2 separate regions of the Sus scrofa genome follow, and region 2 is linked to region 1. The links are chromatin contacts, called in public Hi-C maps. All regions are on one chromosome and are shown on one strand. Each heading gives the region's core, a stretch centred on a gene start, on an enhancer-like site or on the middle of the called end of the contact. The rest is flanking DNA. Distances are from core to core; before and after follow the strand shown.

The links. A called contact is a pair of places that touch in the nucleus more often than the background predicts.
Region 2: a contact with region 1 is called in a Hi-C map of liver, with 2.2 times the contacts expected there. The contact joins the promoter of EPHX1 here to the promoter of ENAH in region 1. A contact is called at or near these places in 3 of 47 Hi-C or Micro-C datasets (embryonic fibroblasts, heart right ventricle and liver).

What each region holds. Positions count from the first base shown.
Region 1 is chr10:13,606,368-13,613,295 of Sscrofa11.1, reverse strand. ENAH (protein enabled homolog) reads left to right here and starts at 3,949. Exons shown (of 13, transcript XM_021064410.1): 1 at 3,949-4,425. The coding sequence starts at 4,421.
Region 2 is chr10:13,754,817-13,761,744 of Sscrofa11.1, reverse strand. EPHX1 (epoxide hydrolase 1) reads right to left here and starts at 4,256. Exons shown (of 10, transcript NM_214355.1): 1 at 4,065-4,256; 2 at 1,369-1,549. The coding sequence starts at 4,247.

The DNA.
Region 1 (6,928 bases), core at 2,700-5,199:
TTTTATGCCTCTTCTAGGACCGCTCCCGCAGCATATGGAGGTTCCCAGACTAGGGGTCAAATCGGAGCTGTAGCCACCAGCCTACGCCAGAGGCACAGCAACACGGGATCCGAGCCACGTCTGCAACCTACACCACAGCTCACGGCAACGCCAGATCCTTAACCCACTGAGCAAGGGCAGGGATCGCACCCGCAACCTCATGGTTCCTAATTGGATTCAATTGGATTCGTTAACCACTGCGCCACGACGGGAACTCCCACTTTTCTCTTTTTTGATGATGTCTGTGGTATGCACAAGTTCCCAGGTGGGACCGAACCTAAGCCACAGCAGTGGCAATGTCAGGTCCTTAACCTACTGAACCACCAGGGAACTCCCCCTCCCTTTTTTGGCCTCTTCATCTTTAAGTTTTATTGAACTATAGTTAACTTACAAGGTTGTGATATTTCTGCTGTACAACAAAATGACCCAGGCCTACACATACACATATCCATTCTCTCTGATTCTTTCCCCAGAGATGATCACATTATACTGAGTAGAGTCATCTGTGCTCTATAGCAGGTGCCCATTGGCTAATCATTCCATATACCTCAGTGTGCACATGCCAATCCCACACCCCCAGTCCATCCCTGCCCCCCGCCCCCACAGCCTCTTTGTCTTTGATTAGGACGGTCCTTCCTTCATTCATTTACTTCCATACATCCAGATGCCCACCTGAAGGCCATGCCCTGGGCTGGACAACGTTTGTAAGAGACAAATTCAAATAATTTTCGCCATTCAGCCAAACCAACACAATCTCAGCTAATTTTTAAGCAGGGTTTGTCAGAAGATAATCAGCTTTAATTTTTACTGCCTTATGCCATAGGAAGGTAGTGCAATGTGGTGGAAGGCGTGATGGACTGATAATTAGAAATCCTGGGTTTGGGAGTTCCCATTGTGGCTCAGTGGTTAACGAATCCGACTAGGAACCATGAGGTTGCGGGTGCAATCCCTGGCCTTGCTCAGTGGGTTAAGGATCCAGTGTTGTTGTGAGCTGTGGTGTAGGTTGCAGATGAGGCTCGGATCCCGTGTTGCTGTGGCTGTGGTGTAGGCTGGCAGCAACAGCTCGGATTAGACCCCTAGCCTGGGAACCTCCATATGCTGCGGGAGCGGCCCAAGAAATGGGAAAAAAAAAAAAAAAAAAAAAAAATCCTGGGTTTAAATTCCAGCTCCACCACGAAGGGATTGCGTGACTGTGGGCAATTTACTTAACCTCTCTGGGCCTCGCTTTCCTTTTTTGAAAAATGAGTGGGTTGGACTTAAGATTCCTTCCATTTCTAAAATTCTTTTATTCTATATGGTAACACATTCCACAAAGTTTCCTTTGTGACCAGAATTAGTCCTTGATTTCCTAGCTCAAGTTTCTTTTTGGCTCTCTTTTGTTGTTAAACCAAATATGAACAAGAAGCAATAACATTTTGTCATGGCGAACAGATTGCCCTTCCAGTGAATGACCTTTGGAGGTCAGGCCACCCATTGCAATATCTAAATCCAAAGGGAATGGTATGACCAACTTGTGAGCTGGCAGGCTGCCATTCAAAAGGATGGAAATGGTTGTAGGCAGCCAAAATTCTTGGCTGGTACATTTTTAATAAACATAGAAAATAAGAACAGCATTTTCCACTTGGATTGCTTAATTTGGTGCCCATACCGTTGGAACATTTGCTGTAAGGATAAAGATGATGTGATATATCACTTATTTAGTACAGGATGGATTAACTTTCACAAATGAGAAGTAGGTTATGGAGTCATCTGTAAGGCATTTTTATACTTGCCTCTTGTCTCTGGCAGGAGATAGTTTGAGTCATTACAGCAAAATCTCCACCCCTTTTGGCTCTTCTTAAGAGTTTCCCCTGAAACATAAGCTCTGCTGGATTTACTGTATTGCTATGAATGGACAAAGGCAAATTGGTGTGAATTCTTTGTGGTTGAACATGTCTTATGAAAACTTTTCCAAGATGGTTCAATATGTCTTCCGATTGCTTTTCCAAGAAAACAGCCTCCACAGCAAATGTTCCTTGGTTAATTTGGAGAATCATATCAGAGGTGCATGTGTTTTAATTACAGAAATGACAGTGAGTACTTATGATAAGACAATGAACCTCACAGCAGCTATGGTTTTTAACTGTGCCTATTGTGTGAACTCATCCAATCCTTGGGCTCTATATTTCCCTGTCTTGCAATATGGCAACAAGGATATTTGACTGGCAAGGGTGTTTTAGCTCCAGAGATCCTGGAATAAAAAAATTCTGTGATGGTGAGCTGTAATTAGACATGTGGGTGGAAATTAGCATTCTTCAAGCACACCATGTGTAAGCAGAGGCACTCTGCTTTTTTGCTACCTGAGGCCTCCCTTGGTCCCCTGCCATAGCTCCAGGTCACTGAGTCTACAGGGCTGTTGGTTTGAGGCTGCAGGTTCCAAAAAGAAAAAAATAACTCAGTATTGAGTCTGAAACTGGGAAGCTTTTTATAGTTAAAACTGGGCCACATAGTTCTATTACACACAAGCAAGGCATTGACCAAGTATGACTATATAACTTGTTCACTTTTCTTTTGGAAGTGTAAATGATCTCAACTGTCAAAACTATAATTTGAATTGTACCTCTATCTTAAAATAAAACACCAAAACTTTTGCATCGATTCATGGAGTCATGGCAGGTCCTCCATTTTAGATTAGATCCTTCAGTCAGGGGAACTCAGCTGAAACGGATCTTTTCCACACTGGTTATCTTAAAAAAATACACACCCCTTCTCAGGACTACAAGAGGCCTACAATTTGTCCAGTTTAAATTTTCATCTGATTTTTGGATTTGCTTTTGTATAGCTACAAACTCCCCAAACTATAAATTCTGGCTTTCTGGATGACAACCCCCAGCCTCGCCATTGACTTTGAGTTTGCTTCGCCAGCATTTTACGTTTACCTTTTAAAGGAGGTGATTTCAAGACCAAACGAATGATGGGAAATTTAAAACTATCGTTAGTTCACAACCCTCCCCGCCCCCACTCCCGGGCCGGAATTCCCTCTTTGCTAATGACGATAGAAAGCGGTTTCACCCGCTGCGTTTCTCATCTTCACTCTTGCGGCTGTTCACGATGCCGCGCGCGTCTCCCGGCGACTGCGTTTCCCCGCGAGTTGGCTGCGTTCTTTCGGGGATGAAGTCATCCCTATACATAGTGTGTGCATATCAGCTCGTTAAATCGGCACAGCACACTGGGATTCCTCGGGAAGCAAAGGAGCGAAGCGAACAATGATGACCATATTTTCCATTTAAACGTCCCCCCTCCCCCCAACCCTGGAGGAATCGCCGGGAGCAGCGCGCGGCGGGGGCGGGCCGCAGGGCTGGTCGGGATGCCCAGCGACTGGCAGGTCCCGATCCTGAGATAGCAACAGGGCGAGCTGAGGACAAGTCCCGCGCGAGGGCACCCGGCCGCCGGCAGATCCGGAGTCCCCCGGCCCGGCCCTGTGCCCAGTCACGCATTCCGGTCGCCGCCTCCTGGTTCTCCGCGCCGGGAGGTCCCGGCGCCCCAATCTCCGCACGCCGGCGTGGGGGAGACCCGGGAGCTCCCCCAGCCTCAGGGGAGTGGGAGGCCAGCGCGGGGCGGGGGACCCACGGCCAAGGACAGCCCGGGGCGAGGAACCCCGCCGACAGCGGGTTAGGGGGTGGGCAGTCCCGATCCCAGGGGGCTGGAGGGGGCGGGGTGGCAAAGCAACAAAGAGCCTTTGCTAACCCGCCGTCGCCGAGCCCGCTCCCGCCCCTCCCCGCTCTCCGCAGTCCGGCGGGGGCCCGGGCCGGCAGGGGGTGTGGGGGCGGCGCCCGGCCCCCCGCCTCCCCCCGCCCCGCACCGCCCCCTCGCCCCCGGGGGAAGGAGGGGAGGAGGGCGGCGCCTGCGTGTTCCTCCGCCGCGCGCCCCGCCTCCTCCCGGGTTCCTCGCGGCGATCCAGACTCTCCTCCCGGGCTGCCGCAGCTGCCGGTTGCACACGGCCTCGGCGGCGGCGGGCGCGGCGGGCGCGGGCCTGTGGAGCGGCGGCCGGGCGCGCAGCCTCGGCAGGCACCCCTCCGAGGGCGGCCGAGGAAGCTCCCGGGGGAGGAGGAGGAGGAGAAGGAGGAGGTGGGGGGCTGCGGCGGCCGCGGGACCCGCTCGGCGCCTCGGCCTCTCCGCCCCCTCCCCAGCTTTTCTTTCGCCCTCTTCTCTCCCACTCCCGGCCGGCGCCGCGGCTTTGTGCGAGGAGATGGTGTAGCCCCGCGGGCGCCCGGAGGAGGAGGAGGTGGACACTTGTCTCCCGGCCCCGAGCTGCGTCTCCGCCCCTGGAGGAGAGACCCCCTTCGGCTCGGCGCCTCCCGCGACTCCCGGCTGCTGGGGAAGCCTCGGCGCGGCCGGCACCATGAGGTGAGGGGCGCGCGGGGCGGGGGCCGGCGGGCCATTGTGCCGCGGAGCCGCGACCCCGCTCTCCCGGGACCCCGCCTTCCGTCTCCCGGCCCGGCGCGTCTCCCCGGGTCTCCGCTCTCTTTCTCCCCCTCCCCCTTTGTCCCTTCTCATTTCTCTTTCTTTCTTGTAATCCTCCCCAACCGCTCTTCTTGGAGGGGGGGTCCTCGTTTCGACGTCCTCCCATTTTTCCTCAAATGCTCCTCTTTCGCCCAGGATTCCCCTTCGTAAATTTAATTTGCTCCTGGCTCTCCCCCGCCCCCCGCCGTGGCCAGCCAAACCTGGGAGATGGGGAGGGGTTCGAGAATCGAAGCGTGTATGTTGCTGGGAAACAGGTATTTTTCCGTCTAGATGTAAAAATTTCGCGCAGTTTTATTACAGAACTCTCGTGTTTAATTAAAAAAGGGAGAAAAGTTTGAAAGATCTGAAATTTCTGCGGGGAATAAAGTCCTCTGGTAGCCCTAGGTGGAGGAGCTCCGAAAGGTGAAATTTTCCGATAGTGGGGGAAGGGAACGAATTTATTAGGCTTCTCTTTGGGGGGACGCAGTAAACGGCTGGGATAAGTTGTCCGGGGTGTGTAAACGGGGGCGGGGGAGGGATTTGTTTGGAAAACGCTTTTCTCTCCTTCCTCTGTAGCAGCCTGTGTTGCATTGCAGCAGCTGCTTTTTCCTGTCCCTCTGTAATCAATAGAACAGAAGCTAGATGATTTTTTCAGCCCCAAAGAATTGAATGTACCGTCGTAAAATATTTTTTTTAACCGATACGGTGAAACATATGGTGTGATATTTTTCGTTGTTGTTTCTCCAATTGTGTAAGAGAATAAACCATGATGTGGTGTGTCATTCATTGGAGATTTTTTTCAGCCTTTCCTAAGCCCGTTTTGTGTCCATAACCACCTCTTTTTGGATTGGTGCAAGACTTCGTGAGAAATGAGTCTTGGTAGACTGAAGGCTGATCCATTCTGCGTTATCATCCTTAAGGCCTTCCTTTTAGGTTAAACAATTGGGGATAAAGTACATTACTCCATTTCTGTCTTCTGGAAGAGATAATCTTACAGTTCATTTGGATTTGAATCTCCTTTGTGTTAAAAGATTAATGGCTAACCGTTGCCAAGACCTTTATAAAGTAATACAATGAGATTTGAAAGATACAATCTACACATTCCTTCGCTTTGGCAAGAAAATGTCAAGTCATTGGAATTTTCTCATTTTAAGTAATTTCCATTTTAAACTTTTTTTTTTTTTCTGTCAAGGTTGAACACTTTACTTTCCCATTTTGTTTTTGCATATGTATTTTGTGATATAGCTGTGTTGAGTTTTCACTCCAGCTTACGGTGGATTTGAACCATGTATTTCTCTGATTCCAAGTTACAGACCTTTATTTGAAGGGTTTAAAAATTGTTTTTTAATGTTATGTTTGTAAGGGATCCCTTTTCCTTAGTGATTTCACATGCAAGTTATTTTCAAATATAATGGATCGGTTTAAAATGTAATTATGCGATATAAACCAAATATCATAATCTTTGTAAAATATGGCTTAAAAAAACTTGAGCCATGCATTTAAGCATTTTTTTAAGCATTTTTTAAAAAATCGAGTTACTGATGTCCTTGAAAACTCAGGAAATAAATGATAAAACATACATAATGTTAATAATCTCATAATACTATATGTTATTGATTTCTGCTTTAAAGATGTAAAGCTTATGGGGTCTCCCAGACCAGAATTTATCAAATTTTTCCACACTTTGGGTATGTTTTTCTCAACATTGAGAAATACGAAACAATGGAAGTAGGATATTTTAGAATAAAATCATCAGAATGTTCAGAAGTTGTGAACACAACAAAAAAGAAGTATTCAGTGCAGTTTGATCACTGTCAAGTATAGTTGTCAGTCTGTCACAGGTAAATTATGCTTTCACTTAAAAGTTCCTTTTCTAATAAAAAGTAACTTGTAATTTCTAAGCTGTTGTCCTGCTCTGTTCCTTATTCATTGCGGAAGGGGTGGAATCACACTGATGCTTTCCAGTGGCATAAATATAGAACGTGGTACACAGGTCTGAAAAGTTTGTTCAAGTAGTCTACAGTAATCCTTTGTAGGCTAATTGTGAATAATTTAAGAGGAGCAAGGAGGATCAGCTTTTCACTTTGGAAGGCATTGGATTATTTGGTAGGTGGTTTGTGCAACTCCTGTATAAACATTTCCTTAGATAACTGTAAAAGCAAGATGGTCTGTTACGGAAGTAAAAGGTACTTGTGCTGGTTGCAACAAGTTCTGGGATATTTTGGTGCTTCAGAAAGGGCTCTTCAGGTTATGTTCATATTTAACTTAGTCTCAAGGATGCTTTCAAGTACTTTAGGATGTAAAGGCTATGTTATCGTAGCCCTTCAGTTATATTAAGGAGTAGTTCTGATGTTTTACAGGCCAGCCAGAAATAGGAGTGCATGACTAGGAATTTCCACTTAAGTTG
Region 2 (6,928 bases), core at 3,007-5,506, 150 kb before region 1:
AGATTTTGATTTTCTTAAATATTCCTATATTTGATTCTAAATCTGGGGCAAAAAATTAAAATGCTTTTCCACAAAGGAAACTATTATCTCACCCCAAATGATCTTCGATGAGCTTCCTAAGAACATCTGAGTGACCCCTGCCCTTGCACATCAAGTTGTGTGAGGACTTGTGACGCTGCTGGGACAGGAGGTCTATGCTGCCGAGACAGGATAATTTTTCATAGGACCTTGACTGACAGGCTGAGCACCCTTGCACAGTCACAATATCCTGGACTCCAAACTCTCAAGGAGAGGCTGAGTTGACTGAGGCCACACCCAGATGTCTGTTTTATCTGCATCCTCTCTGAGATTCTTCCAAAGCTGGACTAGATTGTGCATTTCAATATATTTTTTTTTCTTTTTTGGCCGCCCTGAAGCATACATAGTTCCAGGGCCAGGGATCAGATTACATTTGAGCCACAGCTGCAACCTAAGCTGAAGCTGGGGTACTGCTGGAGCCCTAACCTGGTGGGCTGGGCCGGGGATGGAACCTGCCTCCCAGCACTCCCAAGAGGCTGCCAATCCTGCTGTGCCACAGCGGGAACTCCCTGGATTGTGCATTTCTTTGGTCTTTTATTTCTATGTTTTCCTGTATTAGCTCTAAAGTCCAATGGGTTTGCTGGGATTTTTGCATTACGATTGCATCCTGGTGAGGTTCTACCTTTCTTTTTTCCATTTATTTATTTATTTTTAATTTATTTATTTTTTGGTCTTTTGCCTTTATAGGGCCGCACCTGTGGCATATGGAGATTTCCCAGGCAAGGGGTCGAATCGGAGCTGCAGCTGCCAGCCTACACCACAGCCATAGCCACGCCAGATCCAAGCTGCGTCTGCAACCTACACCACAGCTCGAGGCAATGCCGGATCCTTAACCCACTGAGCGAGGCGAGGGATCGAACCCACAACCTCATGGTTCCCAGTTGAATTCGTTTCAGCTGCACCACGACGGAAACTCCTTTTATTTTTTTACAGCATAAATTTATTAATCCTTCACAGATCTTTTTTTTTTAATGATTTTTCTTGTTTCCATTATAGCTGGTTTACAGTGTTCTGTCAATTTTCTACTGTACAGCAAGGTGACCCAGTCACACATACATATATACATTCTGTTCTCACACTATCCTCTGTCATGCTCCATCATAAGTGACTGATATAGTTCCCTGTGCTGTACAGCAGGATCTCATTGCTTATGGTTCTACCTTTCAAATATATCTCAGTGACCGATCACTGGATTCTGGGTCTCTCAGCCTTCTCTAAGTCACAATCGGTATCTAAGAAGGCCGTTGCTGTGATATACGCCCCCCTCCGGCTGGTGTTTTGGAAACATACCTTCAATCTTGGTCTTGAAGTGAGGGTACTTGTTGAGAACCTCCACCTGCTTCCTCCAGTCGAATGTGTTCCGCCAGTAGGAGATGATTTTCTTCAGATAGTTGGAGTTGAACCCGTAGTGGAAGCGGCTGTCCTCCAAAGGCGGGGTTAAGCGAAACTTCTCGATCCTCTGGTGTAAGTCCTGGAGCAAAATGGGGGGACCCCGAGGAGAAGGATGGGGGCAGAGCACAGAGAAAGTTTGTTTCCAGAAGACAGAACAAACCCTGCCACCACGAGAGCCTGTGCTACCTTAGAGGTGAAGCCACGGGGCATCGCACAGGGGGCGGGGTCCCTGGTTGGCAGACCTGCACTCTGGCTTCTCAGGTTGATACCAGAAGAAACGTCCCCGTTTCCCTCAAGAGTGGCTATTCCCAAAATATCTGCTCTTCCCTCTCCACTTCAGGTTCATGTCTCATTTTTCAGCTTTTAAATGATGAGCAATGCATGTTGAATTTACCAAGGCTTTATACGGCAAGCATTGGTAAACTTTTTTAAAAAATGCTTTTTTAGGGCCAAACCTGTGGCATATGGAAGTTCCCAGGCTAAGGGTCGTATCAGAGCTGCAGCCACCAGCCTACGCCACAGCCACGCCAGATCCTTAACCCAGTGAGCGAGGCCAGGGATTGAACCTGCAGCCTCCTGGATACAGGCTGGGTTCACCATCTGCTGAGCCACAGTGGGAACTCCTCTTAGGCTTTTGGAGCTGTGGCTACTCCACTCCATCCAGGTAGGCAGTACATGGATCAATGGCATGGCTGTGTTCCAACAAAATTTTATTTATGGACACTGAAATTTGAATGCCATGTCATTCTCACATGTTACCAAGTTTTCTTTTGATTTTCCCCAACCATTTAATGACGTAAAAACTATTCTAAGCAGGGGAGCTGGACAAAAACAGGTGGCAGGGTGGATTTGCCACCTCTGATATACAGCCCTGAATGATAACAGGATAACTCAGTTGGGATGACAATTACAGACCAGGAGAGAAGGTGCAAGTCTTACAGGCAGATGATGCCCATCAGGCTGAAAGACCAGCCCCAGCTGGGGAAGTTTAAGTCCATCCTCAGAGGCTGTCAAGTGTAAACTTCCCAGAGTGTCCCCCAAAACACTGCAGTCATCTCCACACAGGTTTTAGGAATGTCAGATGCTGAGTCCAGAAAGCCACTGATGGAGATGTCCTCGGGGCTCAGCCTCTGTCCTTAATCGTGACAGCTTATCACGTCCTACTGAGCGGGCCCCGTCTGGTTTCTCTCGGGGACAACCCAGTCTCTGCTCCTTAATCCCTTCCTCAAGAGCTCTTGTGGCTTTTTTCTCTTTTTTGGCCACACCCATGGCATATGGACGTTCCCAGGCCAGGGACTGAATCTGAGCCACAGCTGTGACCTATACCAAAGTCACGGTGATGCAGGATCTTTAACCCACTGTGCCAGACCGGGGGTTGAACCCTCACTGCCTCAAGAGGCAATGCCAGATCCTTAACCTGCTGCCCCACAGCGGGAACTCCTTTTGTGCCTTTTTATCAGCCCTTCTTACGGCATTTACCTCTATTCATCGTTACCTTTCCTCTGTCTACATTCTTCTTCTCAACTCCTGGACTAGGTTCTCTTTGAGACAAGGATCTCTCTCCTTCTAAGCACCCAGCACCGGGCCTGCACACAGTAGGTGCTCCGATACCCACAGAATGAAAGAAAGTTTGGGAAGGGAAGGCCCAGATCCCACTCACCTTCCTGGCTCTGCTCTTAGATCCATCCCCCACCCCTGCCGGCCACAGCCGTCCCTCCTGATTCCAGCCCTGAGCCGGGGACGGGGCACAGGCTTTGGCGTTAGAGCTGAGTCCAAGTCCTCCTGCGGATCGACTCGGTTCACCTTGGGTCAACTGCTTTGCCTCTCTGAGCTTCCACTTCCGTATGATGGCCAGGGCTGCGTGTGACCACAAGAGGGCGACACACAGCAGGTGCCTGGTCAAGGCTGGCCCTGAGACAGAGTTCCCTGTGCTGCAGCATTTTGTCAACATGGCCTGGCCTCTCACTCAGGGTCCCCGCCCAGGCCCCGAGGAGACCGTCTCCTCCTCCTCCAAGCTCAGGCTCAAGGTTTCAGGTGGGGCACAGAGACACAGCTGCTTTCTGGAGTTTCCGTTGTGGCTCAGCAGTTAAGGAACCTGACTAGTATCCATGAGGATGTGGGTTTTGATCCCTGGCCTTGCTTAGGGATCCAGCATCACTGTGAGCTGTGGTGTAGATCGCAGATGTGGCTCGGATCCCGTGTTGCTATGAGTTGTGGTATAGGCTGCCAGCTGTGGCTCCGATTCGACCCTTCGCCTGGGAAACTCCATATGCTACAGGTGCAGCCCGTAAAAAAAAAAAACTACAGCTGCTTTCTGTGACCCTTGACACGTGTAACTGGGCCCAGCTGGCACCCCCTCTCCTGCCCAGGGCTGCTGGGCCTTCAGCAGGGGAGGCGGAGACAGAGGAGGGAGAGCAGGAGGGATGGGGAAGGCAGAGCAGAAAACACCCCCGAGAGAGGCCACTTTCCCCGCCGCTCCAGGTCCCAGCCCCAGCTTGAGGCCCGACCTGCCCCGCCACCCTGACTCAGAGAAACCCCGGGCAGGGGCTCCCCACTCTCCCCTCCGCTCCGAGGCCTGGAAAGAGGTGCCTTACGTTGATCTCCTCGTCTGACGTCTCCACCTTGAATGGCCGGATGCTCTCGTCCTCCGCAGCCGCGGGCCTTGATCCGGGCCCCCACCAGCCATCTCCAAGGAGCAAGGTCTCCTCCTTGTCCTTGGAGACGAACCAGTAGATGACAAAGCCCAGCACAGAGGCGAGGAGTATTTCCAGCCACATGACTCCTGCCAGGGGGACAGAATCCATCAGGAACAGCGTCCACAGACAGCCCTCGACCCCTGACCACCTGCCGCCCAGCCCTCACTTTGATGTACTTTTGACTGAAATAAAGAAGAGAAGCAAAATGTGGGGGAAAAAATTGGAAAACAACAGAAAGAGGCAAAAATCACCCATAAGCCTACTTGATCTAAGCGATTCATTCATCGCATCTGGAAGCTATGAAGCTGGGTTGGCGTCTGCACAGCCCTGGGTGGTGGGGCTGCCCATTGGAGGCCTCACGGTTCTGAGGGGCCTTTTGCTCCCGATGCTTCTGAGAAGCTTCTCTCCCCCCTCGAGACGCCCTCCCCCACGGGAGGGGCAGGGCCCGCTCTGAGGGTCGCGCTCAGGAGCAGAGGGAGCCCGGTCCTCAGCCTGTGCCTAAGGGACCAGGGGGTAGGGGGAGGCCTCAGGAGCTGGGAGGTTAGGTTCATTCAGGGTCGGGGGATGCTCAGGAGCCCAAACATGGCCACACATCTCAGCTGGTTGTCAACAGCTTCACAGAGATTGAATTTCTATACTATATAACTCATCCATTTAAGGTCTAGAACCTGGTGATTTCAGGACCTTTACAGAGACAGGCAACCCTAACCACAATTTTAGAACATTTTCATCACCACACGTAGGACCCTTCAGCTATCATCCCCGCTTGTCCCCCGCATCACTCCAGGCCCTAAGCCACCAGGAATCGAGCTTCTGTCTCTATATAGACCTGCCTATGACACTTCACATAAACTCAGCTGCTTTAATCCCCATTTGTCGGACTCCCCTGCTTTTTTCGCAGAAGGGGAAGAAAGAAGACCTTAGTCTCTGCAAATCAACACCAGGAGACCCTGGCATTAACCCAGCTCATCTTGCTTATTTCCGGGCAAGTCACTCCCTGAAGGTTCATATCCAGAGAAACATGCGTGTGTGTGGAGTTCCTGGGGTGGCTCCGTGGTAACGAACTGACTAGTATCCATGAGGATGCAGGTTCAATCCCTGGCCCTGCTCAGAGGGTTAAAGATCCGGTGTTGCCATGAGCTTCAGTGTAGGTCGCAGATGAGGCTCAGATCTGGCATTGTGGTGGCTGCGGTGTAGGCCGGCAGCTGCAGCTCCAGTTTGACCCCTTTCCTGGGAACTTCCATATGCTGCAGGTGTGGCCCTAAAAAGCAAAACAAACAAAAAAACGAAACAGAGAAACATGTGTGAATATGGGCACCGTCCTAGGGCCAGAGTCAGCAGAAGGTCTGCTGATTTTGTGTGTGTGTGTGCGTGCACGCGCGCTTTTTAGGGCAGCACCTGGGCCCTATGGAAGTTTCCAGGCTAGGAGTCAAATTGGAGTTGCACCTGCTGGCCTATGCCATAGCCACAGCAATACAGAATCTGAGCCAAGTCTGCAACCTACACCACAGCTCATGGCCACGCCAGATCCTTAACCCACTGGGGGAGGCCAGGGATCGAACCCATGTCCTCATGGATACTGGTTGGATTTGTAACCTGCTAAGCCACCATGGGAACTCCAGAAGGTCCGCTGATGCAGCTTAGTCAGAACCCAACCAGAGGAGAAAGCATGGAATTCAGAGCCACTTCCCAAGCCTACCCCGACTCCCCCCTGGAAACCTGGGGCAGGAGGACGGCGCTGCTAGGAAACCTACCCTAGTGGGCCCCCTATCCTCTGCCTGCTGGGGGCTGGCCCAGGCCCTGGGGTTTGCTCCTGCCAAGAAAAGAAAACATGCCCAGGCTTTTCCCTCTTCCCACAGAGAGACGCTCTGTCCTTGCCAGGAAATTCTACCCTTTGAGAAGATGGAGAGGAGCCAGCTGCTAGCCTCTGTGGTATCTGATGGCAGGGCTAGGCTTACGGATGGTGGGGCACGGGGAGCATGTGGGGAAAGGCAGAAAGCAGAGAGCAGAGCTGCCCCCAGTTCAGCTGGCGGGCAGGTCACACCACAACAGAGCTCCTGGAGCTGGAAGGCAAGGACTGTGTCTCCCCTGATCCCTGCTCTGACTCTAGGCCCAGCATAATGCTGAGTGCAGACAAGCACTTTGCCAATATTTGTGCAAGCAGCATATGTGATGGAAACAGGTAAAGCAAATGTTGCAGGACGTGGAGTTCCCATCGTGGCACAGCGGAAACAAATCTGACTAGGACCCATCAGGTTTTGGGTTCGATCCCTGGTCTCACTCAGCGGGTGACTGACCCGACATTGCCGTGACCTGTGGTGTAAGTCACAGACGAGGCTAGGATCTGGCATTGCTGTGGCTGTGCCACAGGCCGGCAGGTGTAGCTCCGATTCGCCCCCTAGCCTGGGAACCTCCATATGCCACAGATGTGGCCCCAAAAGGGAAGAAAAAAAAAGGAAAAATGTTGCAGAATGCTCTCAAGGAAGCTGCAATCATAATGAACAATAAAGAGGGGTTAACTCCTTCAATCTCCCAAGTGAACTTTACAAACCACCCTCCTTACCTGACTTCAGCACAGAGGGGCCAAGAGCCTGGTTGGCACTTCCCGCTGGGATGTAAACCTCTGACTTCCCTCGGCCGGGGAGAACGACCTCAGTGCTTTCACTGTCCACGTGAGCTCCTCATTCTCACCCTTGATCACTTCCTTGGGAAGCAGCCAGGGAAGCAGAGCCAGGGGTGTGCAGGAGAGGCGGGGAGGCTGT